Regions from separate parts of the Drosophila melanogaster genome. Here region 2 is linked to region 1. Evidence: chromatin contacts called from public Hi-C data. All regions are on one chromosome and are shown on one strand. The core of a region is the stretch at or near the end of the contact, and the rest is flanking DNA. Distances in the headings are between cores, read along the strand shown.

What was found. A called contact is a pair of places that touch in the nucleus more often than the background predicts.
Region 2: a contact with region 1 is called in a Hi-C map of the Kc167 cell line, with 2.2 times the contacts expected there. The contact joins the promoter of Karl here to the promoter of Ptp10D in region 1. A contact is called at or near these places in 7 of 107 Hi-C or Micro-C datasets (the Kc167 cell line, the S2 cell line, cellular blastoderm embryo and 2 more).

What each region holds. Positions count from the first base shown.
Region 1 is chrX:11,620,216-11,623,353 of dm6, reverse strand. Ptp10D (Protein tyrosine phosphatase 10D) reads right to left here and starts at 1,339. Exons shown (of 13, transcript NM_206691.3): 1 at 997-1,339. Met (Methoprene-tolerant) reads right to left here. Exons shown (of 2, transcript NM_001298203.1): 2 at 2,074-3,138.
Region 2 is chrX:11,785,682-11,788,678 of dm6, reverse strand. Karl (karl,) reads right to left here and starts at 1,298. Exons shown (of 5, transcript NM_001298208.1): 1 at 343-1,298.

The DNA of each region.
Region 1 (3,138 bases), core at 90-2,589:
CTAATTAATTGCACTGTCTTGTGCAGTTGCAAAAAAATACTGCTGATCAATAATTTAGCCTGCGCTGACGTCATTGAAATATTTAAAATATCGCAGCCAGCAAAAAAACCAAATAAATATGAAGAACAAATAAAACTAAACGTCTGAAAACCAGTTTTGCGAAATCAAAACGATACACGGCACAAAATTCAAATTGTATTGACAAGTATCATATCTTCTGGAAAATTAAAGATGTTGTCCTTGTATCTTTTGAATAGACTTGTAATGAATTGGTAATCCTGCTGTAGGACTAATTTAATTTAGGAGTTCCCTTTTAAGCTACTCTAATTTTGTTCTGTGTATGTTTTGTTATTGTTGCACTGTCTTGTTGTTGCTTTCTGCGCTTGGCAACGTTGTCATGCAGAAAAGACCTTCAACTTTGTTGCAAAGAGAGGAAGACAGAAGAAGAGCAGAGCAGATTGATTTGATTGATCTTTTTCCTTCTGGTCGAGAGAGAAGAGCAAGAGAGAGAGAGAGGGAGAGAGGGAGAGAGAGAGCTTTATGATCTCGGCACATAAAACACAAAAACAAAACAAGTTTTTAAAAACGTATTTCTTCACCTCTTATTTATTGTTAAATGTGGGACAAGTTTTTTTAATGCGACTGGAAATTTTTCGCAACTTATTGTCAGCATTAATAGAGATTTTATGAAACAAGCCAAAATGATCCCCCAAAATTGAATGCCGTCAGAGAAACAGGAAGTGGAGAAATTTGCCGCACAACAACAAAATATTCAAATGAGGCTGCGTGTGAAAGAGAGAAAGCAGCGGCATGCCAAAAAACGAAATAATACATAAAAAAGCTGCGTAGGTGTTGCTTCTACCTCTCTCGCTCTGTGTCTGTCTGCCCCCCTCGGCCAACATTTTTTGTTATTATTATTGCACACACATACACACACACACACAAACAACTCTCAATTTCTGCTTTTACTTTAAGCTTTATTTCAGCATTTCTTACGTTTTCCACTGCGTTTTTCTCAAATTTTGCTCATTCGGCACGCCACTAAAAAAAACCAAAACATTTAAATATATACACCGTTAATTTGTGTATTTTATTTACTTCTATTCTGTTGTTGTCGTTGGTTATAAAAAAAATAACAAAAAACAAACACAGGCGCACGCACACTTACACGTACACGCAGGCACGCGACGCAAAGCACAGACACAAGAAAAAAGCGGAACGGACAATCGACAAATTTTGCGTTTTTCGAGCGTTTGCTTTGCGGCCCGCCTTAACAGATTTCGCGTCCGTACCGTCCGCACTCCGGTTCGCTCTTCACCACACTGAATTGGAATCTGATTCAAATCGGATTCGAGTCCGGAGTCGAATTTGGAATCGGAATTGGAATCGGAATCGGAATCGCCAACGCTCGTTTCACCTGTAGAGCTGGACAAATAATCGATGACCCAGCGATGGTATCGATAGGAACCTGCGCGGCTTCTATGTTTCGCTTGTAACTGTCAACTATTTAAAAGCAGAATTAACCATTACTTTGCTGCGCGGTTATAAAATAGTTAAATACAATTAAATTTGTTGCACTTGATTCTTTTTAACGTGAACCAAGCATTGCGGCAGTAGTACTTCGGCCATTACAAGTCCGAGCTCCGTAATTCTTATTATTCAATTACTCACACAAAATGTTAGTCCAAATGGACATCTGAGCCATGGGCTTAGTGAGCCAAGGCGATAGGCTGTATATGTGTACCCAGACAGCATGCACAGCGAAATGTTAACAAAGAAAACATTTAATATTTTATTATTTATCCCGCGCAAAACCGATCTGACCAAACTCAAGGTGTTTTTTGTTTCCGAATGCAATCGATTATAATCGATAGTTCAAACTCACCTCTGAGGGGAGTTAATTCGCCGTTATTCGGCTGCAATGCGTGCGCGCAAGGCAGATATAATGTGGCGCGCATTTCAAATCAGCTTATAAAAAAGTGTAACATTCCAACTCCTGAAAATAGGAAGTAACTTCATTGATTGAAAACACTTCCATCTTCTTTTATATAATTTATTATTTATTAAGGTTTCATTTGCATGAACTGTTACTGGTTATTATAATTAATTATTGTTAATTACAGGCTATGTTTTAATTGCTAGAGATTAGCAAGTTCTAAAAATTACATTACACATTATTATTCTTATACAGAGTATACCTCTTGACATTTGACATTACAGTTAAAACTAAATTACTAAAAAAAAACAATTCAAACTTTCATTTTTATTTGGACATATAACAACGCAAGGAAAACAAACAAAAATTAAATGAAAGGATAAGCCAAAAGTGTTTAAAGAGCACAACTCGTTTGAACAAACACTGAACGATTCGCTGGGGAATTAGCATTGGACTTTTAATTTAATTACACACTAGACAAACCGAGTTATAATTAAAAATACAAACAAAAAATTGAGCTAAACGAAAAGTTAATAGCATATATGTATGCATACATTTATAGCTAGAGGAATTTCGCTATAAAACAAAAAATAACGAAACGTGTTCCCCCCCGCCTCCCGCCTTCTCTGCGCCCATCACCAACCGCCGTTCCCCCAAACCCCCCGAAACCACCCACCGCCTCATATTTACCACTAGAACCACTTGGCCGAAAAAAAAATCATATATTCCCTCCGATACGCCGGTGATAAGAACGCAACGCCAAGGACAATGGCAAAGGCTTTGATAACAGGTCGGAGCGAGATGGGAATATGTCTCGCTCCCTTTCTGTGAGTATTGAACTACAGCCAAACTTCGCTAGTACGAACTTCAAAAACACTTTGAAATTTCAACTTAATCATATTTTGTCCAGTAGACATTATAGAAGTGTAACATAGATCAATTAAAATGATTATATTGTATTTAGCGGATTGGATTTTGGATGACAAACTTTTTTTTTAATTTTGAACACATTTGTAATAACTACAAAGTTTATAAGGATATGGATTTGGGGTATGCTTATATGCTTTGTAAAGTTCCCAAAATTAAAACTGTTGAAAAATAAAGCTGCGCCTGGAAGTGTTTTTATAGATTACAAAGGGATATCGAAGGAGATTTGTGATATAAATATATATACATAAATATATATATATAAAAATAATATG
Region 2 (2,997 bases), core at 49-2,548, 170 kb before region 1:
TCTAAAGTATTCCTTGATCTTAAAATTATTTTTACTATTAAATATTGAGAGTTGTTTCTTCGAGTGCACAACAAATCGGAACGCAACGGATTCGGATGTTTTTGCGGATAAGGCGCCTTCTTATTGCCACAGAATTCTATGGGAATAGCTGTGGCTGGGTCATTATCGGGTAGCTGGAAATAAATGACATTACTGAGCACTTGGCTCGATTTTAGCCATATATAGGAGTGGATTTGAGCGGGAAAAAGTAGCAGTTGTCGTGACATTTAATTACAATATAACCAATTAAATTATTTAAATAAAAAGTATACAATTTCAGAACCAAGATATGTTTTCCTACACCTTTCCATTACTTCCTGTAATCGCTAGCACCGAAAGATTAGCGGTTTTCCAAGGCGATGCCATCTCTTTTCAGCAGTTTAATATTGGAACTTAATCAGCCGCCGTTCCATTTCCCCTTGCTCTCAAGAGCGCGGGTGAGTTAGTCGCTCTTATCAATTATAACGTCCGTTTGCCAGTAAAGTCCAGTCAACGCCTTCCAATGCGCACATACCTATGTATGTAAGCATATACATACACATATTTGCAGGCTTGTATGGAAATATATAGAGTCTGGGGAACGGGAGTAGGTATTTTTGGCTGCATCTTGTTTTCACTTGTCGCATGGATGCAGATTTCCAGATTTCCAGGCAACTTTCTCGCCGCGGAGAGCGAAATTTTCGGGGTGGCGAAGTGGATGCGGAAAAGAGCGGGTGAGAGCGGGGAGCGTTGAGCGGTGGTGAGTGGAAACAGGAAACATTTTAATAGCCTGCAAATTTATTCTTTACGATCGCCAGAACGAACAGCGCGATCCGCTGGACACTTTCTCTTTATTGCGAAACGAGTTGCGCGGCATTTTCACGACCGGACTGGAATGAAACTGGACATCCTCGAAGGTTGCTACTTTTGCCGCCGCCGCCGCCGCTTCTTCTTCCGCCTGCGTCTGCAGTTTAGCTTCTTTTTAGCTTCGTCTTTTTTTTTTTGCTTTTTTCTCCCATTTCTTTTGGAGCCGTCTGGTTTTTTGTTGGCCAGCCCAAAAAAGCGGCGCAACTTTCGTCGCCGCATTGCGTTGCGATGCGTTAGCGGCCAGTTCCGGCTTCTACGGCAGCTCCTTCCTTGCCCCTTCCATCGCCTTTCTCCCACCATTCGCCACCCCCCTCTTCTCAGCACCACCTTCCGCCCCTTCGCAGACGCACCGAAGCGAAAAGCGGCTCTTAATGCGGCAGCGAGACGAAATGAAACGAACTAAAGCAACAAGTGCGCAATCGAAGAAATGTCGCCTGCTCCTTTCGCTCTCTAGCTCTCTCTATTTTCCACTCTCTCTGCACGCTTTTTCTCTCTCTCAAAATGGAGCTTGTGCGTGTGTGTGTGTGCCGGGATGAATGAAAACCAAGATCAAGGGCGGATGAAGGACAGGATCAGCGGGGAGGAAGATAGCGAAACCGAATAAGTAGGCCAACATTCCGAAAGTCCTTAACCCATATGTGGGCGAACATTTTGAAGCCTATTCAACTAAATAGGATATCATGAATATATTTAAATATACTTTCCAATTCGAATAATTTATTTTAAGCTATAATAAGCTACGTTAAAATAGTTAAAGGTTTATTAAAATGCTATAGAACTATTTGGGTATTCTTAAGTTCAGCTAAAGATATTTATTTTGAAATACCAAATCAGAAAGTGAGCTGGCTTAAACATTGTGAATTTAAATAAACCCTTCGTTTAATGTAATATTTTAAGCAATAGCACTTAAGTAATCGCCAGTTTCTCGCAGTGTTCTCATCCGGCTACCCATTGCGTTTTCTCAATGAACGACTCTGGCTGAGATCTTTTGGCCACGCCAGGCGATCATCCATCCATCCAAATGAAATGGCCACATAAATGGGGGTCTGTAGCCGGAATCGGAATGCCTCACTCACTGGGAGTGCCACACCCGAATCCGACTTCGAATTCGAGCTGCCATCCAAAAACTGAATGGGGCAACAGGTGGGGCAACTGAAAACTGAAATCTTTGCAGCCGGAATCGGAATCCACAGGTGAGCTTGAGCTGGAGCTTGAGCTACAGGTGACAGTCGACGGAATGTCTGGTGCGGTGCGGTGCGGTGTGGAATGTCAAACGTTTATTTGCCGGTAATTAAATTTGAAAATGATTTAAATTTCACCAGCGAATATTCCAAATTGGTCTTAACACTTTCTTTCGCAGCATCGCTGCGTTTGGTGTCTCTTTTTTTTTTTTGTTTTTTGTTGCCAATTGCCCACCCGCAACCCATCTAGCTGAGCCCCCTTCCCCCTCTTTTCGATGCTCCACCCATGGGCATATCCATGGGAGCAATCCGGCTGATTGGAGATTTGTTTTCTATTTGCAATTGATCGATGCTCGCCTGCCAAGCAATTCGCAACAACAGCCGCATAAAATGGCAAAAATAAAACGCAACAACAAATTGGTGGAATAAAAAAAAAAAAACAGAAAAGTTAGCGCAGAAATTGAGCTGGACGTTGTTGGATGGTGTCCACGTCCGGTGGGTTCGTTAATGGCATACCGAACTTGGGATCAGACCGATGGATTATGGTAGCAACTTTCAGCTGCCAAGACAATCGACCTTCTTGATTAGCGATAGGCAAATTTCTCGTTTTATTGCAAATATATATATGTACATATATATATTTTACATGGCCATTACTTTGAAGTTGAAGATTTCTACTAGTTGTGGTCACTTTACGTCTTAAAAGTAGCTTGGCAAGCTCATAAAGTTCACAAATATGGAAAACAAAAAAAAAAAAACAAAAATAAGATGGTTTAGATACACTAATTAATCTTATCTTAAACTTAAAACTTAACATTAATATATCCTACTAATTTCATTTTCATTTGTTTTGAATATGATATTTAAGCATATTTCCTCAATATTCCACTAAAATCTTGCAATTAGTTACAACTTGAACCCATTCGCGCAA